2 separate regions of the Rattus norvegicus genome follow, and region 2 is linked to region 1. Evidence: chromatin contacts called from public Hi-C data. All regions are on one chromosome and are shown on one strand. The core of a region is the stretch at or near the end of the contact, and the rest is flanking DNA. Distances in the headings are between cores, read along the strand shown.

What was found. A called contact is a pair of places that touch in the nucleus more often than the background predicts.
Region 2: a contact with region 1 is called in a Hi-C map of liver, with 5 times the contacts expected there. The contact joins the promoter of Tmem120b here to the promoter of Cfap251 in region 1. A contact is called at or near these places in 5 of 12 Hi-C or Micro-C datasets (hepatocytes, kidney, liver and 1 more).

The regions. Positions count from the first base shown.
Region 1 is chr12:38,994,605-39,000,044 of GRCr8, forward strand. Cfap251 (cilia and flagella associated protein 251) reads right to left here and starts at 3,277. Exons shown (of 22, transcript XM_008769275.3): 1 at 2,282-3,277; 2 at 333-964. The coding sequence starts at 845. It also overlaps a transcript of Psmd9 not described here.
Region 2 is chr12:39,145,531-39,150,970 of GRCr8, forward strand. Tmem120b (transmembrane protein 120B) reads right to left here and starts at 2,560. Exons shown (of 12, transcript NM_001271309.2): 1 at 2,351-2,560. The coding sequence starts at 2,419.

The sequences.
Region 1 (5,440 bases), core at 2,027-4,526:
GCGCTTCCTAGGCAAGCGCTCTACCACTGAGCTAACTCCCCAACCCCGTTTTCTTTTCTCTTTAATGTGTATGTTTATGTGGTACGTGCGTGCGTGCGTGCGTGTGTTATGCGAGTGCTCCAGGACTCCAGAAGAGGACATTGGATTCCCTGGATCTGAAGTTATAGGACATTTCACCATGGAAGCCCTCAGTAAGAACGGCCAAGGGCTCCTAACTGCATGGCTCTCCAGCCTCAGGGCCGTGTCTCCCTTTGGTTTTGCACTCCCCCAGCCTGGCATACACTAAGCAGGAAATGATGTAAATGGGTGGATGAGCTCCGGGGAGGACTCACCACTGAGTATATTGATGTGGAAGACTCGGAGCTGATGACAATGTCACCCACGCGGATTGGTGTTTCATACTTTTTCGATTCCTCCGTTTTCTCTAAGACAATATCTTTCCCCTCCTCCCCACTCTTCTCTTTCTCCTCCTCTACCTTCTCCTCTTCCTCACCTCCCTTTTCCTTACTTCCCTCTTTTTCCTCACTTTTTTCCTCTTCCCCTGTCTCCTCTTCCTCCCATCTCTCTTCTCTTTCTTCTTTCCCTCTCATTTCCTCCTCCTCCCCTCTCACTTCCTTTCCCTCTATCTGTTCCTCCTTCTCTATCCACTTCCCCTCCAGTCCCTCTCCGTCCTCCTGAGACTCCTCCCAGGACAGAGTGCCTTCAGTTAGGCTCTGCTGCAAACGATCTTCTTCAAAACTCGGATTATATTCTTCTTCTTCTTCTTCTTCCTCCCCCTCCTCCTCTTTGTCCATGTCTCCACTTTCTCTGGATTCTGCCAGGGGTTTTTCTTCTTTATCTGACATTCTTCTGTAGTTTCCTCTACAGAAAATTTGACATAAATTCAGCAGGCCCCTCTGTTTCCTATGCCAGCTTCCTGATGTGCTAACACGTCGAAACGGGCAGAAACAGTTCTGGTTCCTTCCTGTGGGAGGAAAAAAAAGGAATTGCCAGCTACTTGGGAAAGCCTAGCTTAAGTCTCAGAAATCTTTAAAATATTGACTTCCAGGGCTTCCCATCTTTCTAGGACGGATCTGAGAGTCTTCTCACTTTAAATAATTCATATTCCCACAGGCAGCAAAACATATAAGGCAAGCATTTGCAAAACCCTGCTGGCAGGATAAGAGAGGGAGGGAGGCTGGTGATTGAAATGTAAGTTTTCCGGTTAAAGGTTCCCTCCACAGTCCTTGTTCTGTGACTAGACACAAGTCACTTTGCCCTTCCTTCAAATTTGCTCACAGGCAAAAATAAAAATGATAATCCTAGCCTGATTTGAAGACTAGGGTGATACATGTCAAATACTCAACACAGGTCCACCACGTGTTCACAAAATGTGATGGTGGGGGTATCAGGTAATATGGGGGGTGGGAAGCAAAAGCTTTTGCAAAGAACTTGACAGTTTAAAAGACCTTTCGGGTAGGTGAGACCCTAAGTCTGACTGCCTAAGGTAGACAGAGCCCCCTCCTCTGGGACTCACATGGTGGGAAAACCAACTCCCAAATGTTGTCATGTGATTTCAACACATCTAACATGGTGCCAATAAATAAATAAATTAATAAATTAAAAAAATTTTAATTCTGGACTGGAAAGATGGCTGGGTAGTTAAGAGCGCTCTGGCTGCCCTTTCAGAAGACCCAAGTTTGATTCCCAGCTCTGACCACAGTGGCTCAGAACCATCTGGAACTTGAGTTTCAGGGGGATCTGACACCCTTTTCTGTACTCTGTAGACATTTCATAGGTGGCACACAGACATACATGCAGACAAAACACTCTTGCACATAAAATCATTTTTTTAAAAAAAATTTAATTCCTCTGATACATTCTCTTATTTTGCACCTACAAGAATTCTTGTAAGAGTTTGGGAGCAGGAGGGCTAGGCCCATATCTGTAATCCCGGGATTCAGGAGGGAGAGGCAGGAGGATCACTCTGAGTTCTGGGCCAGCCCAATCTTTCTTTTAAAAAAGAAACGAAAAAGTTTGTGGCTCTGGGAAGCGTGATTTGCGACGGACAGAGCTAGAATTTAGTTCTTCTGTTTGGAAAAAAAAATGCCACTTTGCCAGCACACTCGCTCGGACGATTTCCACACCCAGGCAGGGGCAATGCCACAGATGTGTTGGTTTATCCTACAACTAGATCCAGGAGTGACCTCTTCCTCTTCCTGAGGACTTCCCAGACCCCACACCCTTGCCCCCTGCCTGGCCAGGGCCCCCACCCGAGCCGCACCCTTCACTTCACACTTACAGGGTCGCTCCCACGTCTTTCCTCAAAAGCCTTGGGTCGTCCTGCCTCGAGGAATCCCAAGAGATCGCCAGTGGCTCCTGTCCATACTCCCTAGTGACCGTTGCCAACCAAGCTCCATCCCTATGGCAACAGCTAGTCGCGCCCGGCAGGAAAGCCAGGAAGCGGGATGGTAATCACGTGCCCAGAAAGCGGCCTCCAACCGGCCCAGCCTGCCCCCTGCTGGGTTAGCCGCTCTCGCTCTAGCTTTTTCCTATAGGGCACTTCGCTAGAGCTACTCCCCACACTGGCAATTCTGACTTTCCCAGAGTTGGACAAGACGTAATGAAAAAGTGTTTGTAGTTATTTTCTTCAGACTGGGCATTCGGAGGGTAGAGGCATGCTCGGAAAACTCGGAGGTGGGGGGTGGGGAATCCCTCAGCCCTTCCTGGGGGTCATAAAAGCAGTAAAATAAATGGATGAGTGAATGAACGAATACTAAATGCATAAATCAAAATTAGACGATGGGTCAGGTGTGATGTCACACCTGCGAACCCAGAACTAGGGAGATGAAGCCACAAGGGTCCAAGACAGCCTGGGCCACACAAGACTTTACTCTGTGTGAAAGAGTTCCGGGGAGCTGCCTGGAGTTGTACATCCACAGTGCCGTGGGGTTTTCTCCTCTGAGTAACCCGAGAAGGCTCACTTGTCCACCGGGCTGATTTGGGTGATTCGTTCCTTCAGTTCCCTGTCAGTGCAAGGTAAACAGATGTGTGCTCATGCCTCTCCAGGAAGCCATGCAAGAAATGGTGAATCACTTAGCAAGATTCTCCCAGCACTAAACCCAATGTTCTGGCCTCACAAAGGCTGCACCCAACCGCCCACCTTCTCGCCAGGGCACAGCATGCAGAGTTTAGCTAACTGGGATTGAAGCTATGTGGCGGGCATCATCTTGCTGTTAGCACGAAACATTTCAGCTTGGTTAAGTCCATTAGTGATGTTTGTGTTGAAGCGAGTCAAAGGAGCCCAAAGGTGGCATCCTGAGCTGTCCAAGGCCTGCTGCCCCCACTATGGGAGACTATGAATGACTCCCAACAAGTGCCACCACCTCGCATGTCCGAGTGTTGGTGATGAGGTGCATAGCTCAGAGAGGATGAACTGAATGGTTGGTACAAGCTGCGTTTTATTATAGAGGCTGGAAAATACTTGGACTTCTAGCCTACAACGGGAACAGCAAACACAAGTAAACATAGCAAGTCTGGCTACAAGAGAGGGATGCGTGGGGCTGTCTGGATGAAGCAGCCTGGGGGAGGCTTTCAAGTCCAGTGTGAGTAGTCAAAGCAGGAAGCACGCATCAGTACTGACTGCCATCAGAGAAAGCTGGTCTCTGCCTCCATCCTGAGCAAATCCAATCCAAGGACACAAGCTTCCTTGTAGAAAGTGCCAGACATCCAAAACAGAAACGGGTGGCAACTGGGGAATGACTGGGGCACATGGAGAAAGGAAGAAAAACGGAGTCACTAGGAATCACCCACACCAATTTTATCATCTTAAAATCAGAAGGAAGTGGCATCCACAAACCCCTTCACCTCGACAACAGCAAGCGCACCTCACCTTCCCACGCTGCCGACCCCAAGAGGGTCAATCTCTTTGTATTTTGAAACAGGTTTTCTCTGTGCAGCCCTGGCTGTCCTGGAACGCATTCTGTAGACCAGGCTGGCCTCGAACTCAGATCTGCCTGCCTGCCTCTGTCTGCTGAGTGCTGGGATTAAAGGGTGCATCACCACCACTGCCCTGTGGGGAGGCTCAATTACAAAAGCCCAAATCAGGAGCTATCTGCAGGGTCTTTTATTGTAGAAGTAAATAAGTCTGCTGTTTTCCAGTGGGTTACTGAAGAGGAAGCCAACACCACACTGGGCAACCTGTGAGACCTTGTGACCTTTGCTAATTTTGTTTGGAAGCAGATTTTTCCGTGCAGCCATGGCTGTCCTGGAACTCATGCTGTAGACAGGCTGGCCTCAGACTTAGAGATGCACCTCTCTCTGCCTCCTGAGTGCTGGGGTTGTAAGTTTGAGCCACCTCTACCTGGCCTTTGCTATGGTGGCTACACTGACCCAACTTCTGAGGCTGCATCAGACTCTCACAGCACTGCTAGCTGCTCATCCCCACGATGAACACTCATAGAGTTATGAGGTCCAGGTTCAGTTTCCAGCCTAAGAATCAACCTGACTTTAGCTCGGGAACTGATTTGCTTTGCACAACTTCTTTTCCAACTCCTTCTGAGCTTGGTTCTGAGTTCATGTGGAATCCAGGAGGGACTGAACGATGGTCATAATCACGTAACTGCAAAACTGGCTTTATCTGAGAAAGAACCCTGTAACAATGACAACCAGCCAAGTTTGGTGGCACACACCAGAAGACCAGGGGACCAGGGCAGGAAGATCCCAAGTGTAAGGCCGGTCCCGGTACACTGAGCTCCAGGCCAGTCTGAACTCATGAGATCCCATCTCCCGCACAACCCCGCCCCAGGCGTGTGGTCCTGCAGGAGGACGTTGCAGGGAGAAGCACAACATCTTCAGCTTTGTGGTAAACCTGAGGCAGGACTGGACTACATGCGACCCTGACTCAGAAAGAAAGGAGGGAGATGCAAGTCCCTGCGGCACTTAGGGGTGTGGTCTCTGGAAGGTCGACCACATTCCTCCAGGGAAGAGCCCACACCCATGAATATACCCGAAGCACAAATTGCACTCAGTAGGCTGTTTATTTAAAAAGGAAAAAGAGAGGGCAGGCAGCTAGAAAGTGAGCATGAGAGGACGTCTGAGAGGGACTGAAAGTGACAGGAAATATAGAAATGTACTATGTGCATGTATATATGTGTGTATGTATGTATGTATATGTGTGTGTGTGTGTGTGTGTGTGTTATGTACGTATGTATGTGTATAATACATATTTCTCAAAGTCTAGCCAGCCATGTTAGTACATGCCTCTAATGAGGCAGAGGCAGGAGGATCTCTTGTCAGCTCAAGGCCAGCCTGGTCTACACAGGAAGCTCCAGGACAGTCAGAATTGCACAGAGTCCCTGTTTCAAAAAACAAACAAAAGAATAAAACAAAAAAAAGGAAAAAAAAGAAAATGACATCAGATCATTACTTGCCAGCGTCACCCTCACTCACTGGCTCATAA
Region 2 (5,440 bases), core at 1,310-3,809, 150 kb after region 1:
CCCGGGAATCTAAAACCTTCTTCCTCTCCTGATCCCACAGGCACCCACACACAGAGACACATAAATAAAACTAACAAGAAGGGGTTGGGGATTTAGCTCAGTGGTAGAGTGCTTGCCTAGGAAGTGCAAGGCCCTGGGTTGGGTCCTCAGCTCCGAAAAAAAGAACCAAAAAAAAAAAAAAAAAAAACTAACAAGAAAATAAACAAATGGGCAGGAGAAATGGCTTTGTGGTTACCTGCACTGGCTACACTTGCAAAGACCTGAGTTTGGATCCCAGAACCCACGTGTGCCTCACAACTGTCTATAATTCAAATTCCAGAGGATCTGATGACAGTCTCTTCCGGATCCCTCCAGCACCAGGCAGGAAGGTGGTGCACGGTGCACAGAGATGCATGCATGCAAAACACCCATATACATAAACAAAAACAATAAACCTCTAAAAATATATTTATAAGTATATATTTACATATAAACATTACATATTAAATATATTATAAATGTTATATGTTATAAATATGCATTTATATGTAAATATACATAAATGAGTATATATGTATATGTGGGTATATGAATGTATGTATACATACACATATACACACATACACATATATATGTACATGTATATACATGTGTATATACATATACATATATACATATATATATGGAGAGAGAGATGGTAATTTTTGCTCCAGTCTATGATCTTGACCACCAGGAAGCCATTCACTAAAAGCCCTCAGACCCAGAAGTTAACCATCAAGCCTACACCAGTTGGGTCCCTCTTTCTCAAAGGAGGATCTAGTCTGTCCCAGTTGTCCTATCTCTAAGGGACCACCAGCTCGGAGACTTCGCCATCTCCACTCACCAGGTCTGTCTATAGCCCTTCACCACCAAACGATGAGATGCAGATCAACCCATAACTCCCCTGCCCTGACCACCCCAGCACCTGACACACATCATGACATCTTCCTGTCCAAGCCAGATCATAACAAATCAAAGGACTCCTTTGCAACACCTGCCTGCCAAGACTTGCTACCTAATTGTCGATAATTGCATTAATGGCATAGTTCTGCAGTGGTAGGCTCCTCCTCCTCGGAGTTTAAAGTAAGCCCAAAGGAAGAAAACATGAGCAAAAGCGCCATGCAGGAAACCCTGTCTCCCACTCCCAACCCTAAGACCCACTCACTCACTGGCTCTGTGGCAGGACACAGCCTCACAACCCAGTGGGACAAATTGTTAGGCTGTGGCTGAGTCTTCTCCCTGTGGGCGGAACCAAAAGGATCCTCTGGGAACTGTGAGTGACCCAGGCCCTGGATCTAAAAGAGGAGGCACCAACCGACCTCAAAGGGATGCCAGCCCTGGGTACCTTAGTCTCTGCCCCTGCCTTCCTTCTCAGGCTCCCCAGCATCCCGCTGTAGAAAGACCCATCACAGACACCCCTTGACAACACCCTCCTCTAGACATTGCAGGAGGGCAGCCCGACTGAGACGCTATAGGGAAGAGGGTTATGACAATGTGTCCATTGACAGGAGGAGGGTGCAAACGATGTGAAACCACCCGGGGGCATGCGAGAGAGCCATGTGTTGTTCCTCTTGGCTGTCCCCAAGGTTTCCTGAGTCTCTAGTCCCCAGAGCTGAGGCCTCTCTGGACCCTCCTGATAGGACCTGGTGACGATGCTATTCTCTCCAGAGCCAGTTCTTATAGTCACCTTCGACCCACCTGGTGCAACCCTCTATCACTGGGTGAGGCAGCCAGCTGTCAGAACTGACAGATGCTTGCTCTCCTCAATGCCAAACTCGGCTCGCAGCAGCCTATAAGCAGAACCACATCAGGGCCCCCAAAGACAAGGGGGGTCCTTGATACTTAAGAACTGCCTAAGGGTCCCAGATAAAAGCAGCCAAGTGTAACTCTCAAACCGCAGTTGCAGGAGACGGCTGCCCCACCAGCAAGAGCGAGTAGTAGTTAAGGAGCCAACTGCAGCTGGAGAGTAGCAGGGTTGGGGGCGAAATCCCTGTGTCGGGGTTGCTCTGGTGTCCTTTGAGTGTCACTGTTTCCTCGTGAACACACCTGGAACTTGCCTCGGGGGCCAGAGACCAACTTTCTGCAGCGAAGGGTGAACATGGAGCAAAGAGCGAGTGAAAGGGTGCGAGAATGGGGGCGCCCCAAGAGACAGAGGAGCCAAAGCTCTGGGAGATAGGAAGGGGCCGTGCCAGGCCACCCACTAGCCCATCGGACGCACAGTTTGGGCCACCCTCTGGGTCCTATCGCCCCACCTCCGGTGCTGGGATGGTTAGATGGGGAAGGCACCGCACCTCAGGTAACAGAGTTGCGGGACCAGGTGGCCCGGTCCTACCTGCAGCTCCTGAAATTCTCCCTCCAGCTCATGCCACTCGCGCTCGCAACGCTCCAGCTGACCGGACATGGTGCAATGGTGCAAGGCGGCGGCGGCTCCCGCAGCGTGGCCCCGTCCGGCCACCAGCAGCCCACGCCCGCCCGCTCACTAGCCGCCTCCCGAGGCACCAGCTGTTCCTGCGCAGCCGGAGCCACGCGCGCACCTGACGTCACGGGCCCCGCCCCGGCGCCAGCCTCACCCCCTCGCCCGAGGGTGGGGCCCGCGCGTGCGCACGCGTTTCCCCGGCTCTGGCCGCGTGGAGGGCGCAACTCATCCGTCTCACTTGGATCTCTCGCTTCACTCCTCTTGTGTAGTATCCGTTTCTCTTCGGAGTGGGTGGAGGGTCTATCTGTAAGCTGCATTTACGGCTTCCGTTACTTAGATTGTCCTTGTGGGGGAGTGAGGTGGAAATGATTTGGGGGGAGGTAAAGGAAAATTCCTGTACTCCTTAACATTGTCTGACCTAGGCCAAAGCCGGTGCCCTGGAATGACAGATTTGACCGTGACCATGTAGTAAGGTCAAGGGCAGGATGGGAAAATGCAGACTTGGCTCTGTCCTCTCACGCTGGCATTGATATTTATTGCAACCAATACAGCCTAGATCCCTGTCCTCTAAGACACTGGGTGACTCTTGACAGCTGCCGCTGTCAGTCAAAAGACCAAGCACCAAGTTTATGGAATACAGTTCCCTCCCTTTCCCTGCAAAGTCCGAAAAGACCTGCGCCAGCCTGGCTTTTCCAATCACACCTCCTATCGTTCTGCCCTGAATCCAGCTCTTTGGCCATTGTTGTCATCCCGACTTGGCATTCTTCCCTCTGAATCATCATGCAGTGGTTTCTTGCTCATCCCTGGAACCTCATTCAAATGACACCTGCAGCTGGGTGTGATATTGCACACCAGCCTTGGCAACATAGTAAGACTTGCCTCAAAAAAAAAAAAAAAAAAAAAAAAGAATAATCAAATAAAATAAAGTATCAAATGTTGCCTGGGGGCTGGAGGAAAAACTTCAATGGTTAGGTCTGCGTTCTACAGGTAGAGCTTGGGTGGCACATGGCTTTAATAGAAGAGGCAGGGGCAGATAGATCTCTGTGAGTTTGAGACCAGCCTGGTTGGTCTACGTAGTGAGTTCAGAGCCAACTCCACGGTAAGACCCTGCAAAATTAATTAATTAATTAATTAAAATAAAAAAAGACACCTGTATTAGTTTCGTAGGACTGCAATCGCTACAAGTGGGTGGCCCAGACAAGAGAAATGCATTTATCTCACAGTTCTACAGGCTACAAACCTGAAATCAAAGTGTCGGTAAAGCCTTGTGACTCCCGAGACCCTGGGTAGTCTCTTGCCTTGCTACCTACCAGTCATGACAATGGCTGCCAACCCTCGGTGCTCTGTGGCCTTCAGTGGTATTACTCCAGGCCCTGACCAGTATTTATAGGGCCTCTCTGTGTGCCCTTTCTTATGAAGACACTGTTAAAGAAAGTGCCAGAGGGATTGGGGAAATGACTCAGCCTCAGTGGTTTAGAGCACTGGCTGCTCTTCCAGAGGTCTAGAGTTCAATTCCCAGCAACCACATGGTGGCTCACAACCATCTGTGATGGAATCTGACTCCCTCTTCTGGAGTGTCTGAAGACCGGACATAAACATGAAACGATACATTAAAAAAGAAAGAAAGTTCCCATAAAGAAGCTGTATCTTCAACAGTATCTTCCGCTAGTTGTTTAGAGGTTAGAATGTTGCAGGTCTGGTGCCTAATTACATACAATTCATCTTGGGCTGTGAGGGACCTAACATTCTGTGTAAAGCCTTTTGAAATGTATCGATAAAGCCTTAGTTTCTGCTAGCCAAAAGACTAAAAGTGTTGTGAGGTAACCCCCTCAGGCCCAGAACTAGGATGTCTCCATTTTGGTGTAGCTTAAATGATTTTTACAGTGTATTATCAAGTGTCTTGATTTTTTTTAAAGATTTGTTTATTTATTATATATAAGTACACTGTAGCTGTCTTCAGACACAACAGAAGAGGGCATAGGATCTCTTTACAGATGGTTGTGAGCCACCATATGGTTGCTGGGAATTGAACTCATGACCTCTGGAAGAGCAGTCGGGTGCTCTTAACCGCTGAGCCATCTCTCCAGCCCAAGTGTTTTGATTTAAGACTTTCTTTGTTCAGTTACTATAAAAATTTCATCAAACTATCACCACTTTGGAGCATGCACTTTGCGGTACTAAATCTCTGTTTCTTTACCATGGGCAATCATATTTAGCTCCAAAATAATATATGTCTTTTAAAAAATGTTATTATATGTATGAATGCTTTGCCTGTATACCTGCTCACAATGTGTATGTCTGACACTCAAGGAAACCAGAAGAGGGTGTAGGCTCCCCTGGAAACTGGAGCTGACTGTGAGCCCCTTCGTAAGTGCTGAGAATGAAGCCCAGGTATGACAAGAGCAGCAAGTGCCCCTAACTGCTAATCCACCTTTCCAGCCCAGAAGAAACTCTCTCTTTCCCCTTTGAAGTATGAGCTGTGTTTCAACATGGACAATACCTTACACTAATACAACCTCATTCACACAGTCATATTGTGAGGGGTGGAATATCTGCACATCAGAACATTGTCCTCTGTGTAGTAATGACTCTCCAGGAATAGCCACAAAACAGGCAGGGGAGAGTGGCTCAACAGTAAAGAGCACTGGCTGTTTCTTCCAGGGAACCTGGGTTCAAATTCCAGCATTTACATGGCGGCTCACAAACATCTATAAGTCCACTTCCAGGGGATCTGATGCCCTCTTCTGAATCCTCAGGCACCATGTGCCTGTGTATGTGGTGCATAAACAGGCAAGCACATACAAACATAAAATAAATTTTAAATTAAAAAAGTAAGTCAAGGAGGCTGGAGAGATGGCTCAGCGGTTAAGAGCACCCGACTACTCTTCCAGAGGTCCTGAGTTCAATTCCCAGCAACCACATGGTGGCTCACAACCATCTGTAAAGAGATCCGATGCCCTCTTCTGGTGTATCTGAAGACAGCTACAGTGTACTTATATATAATAA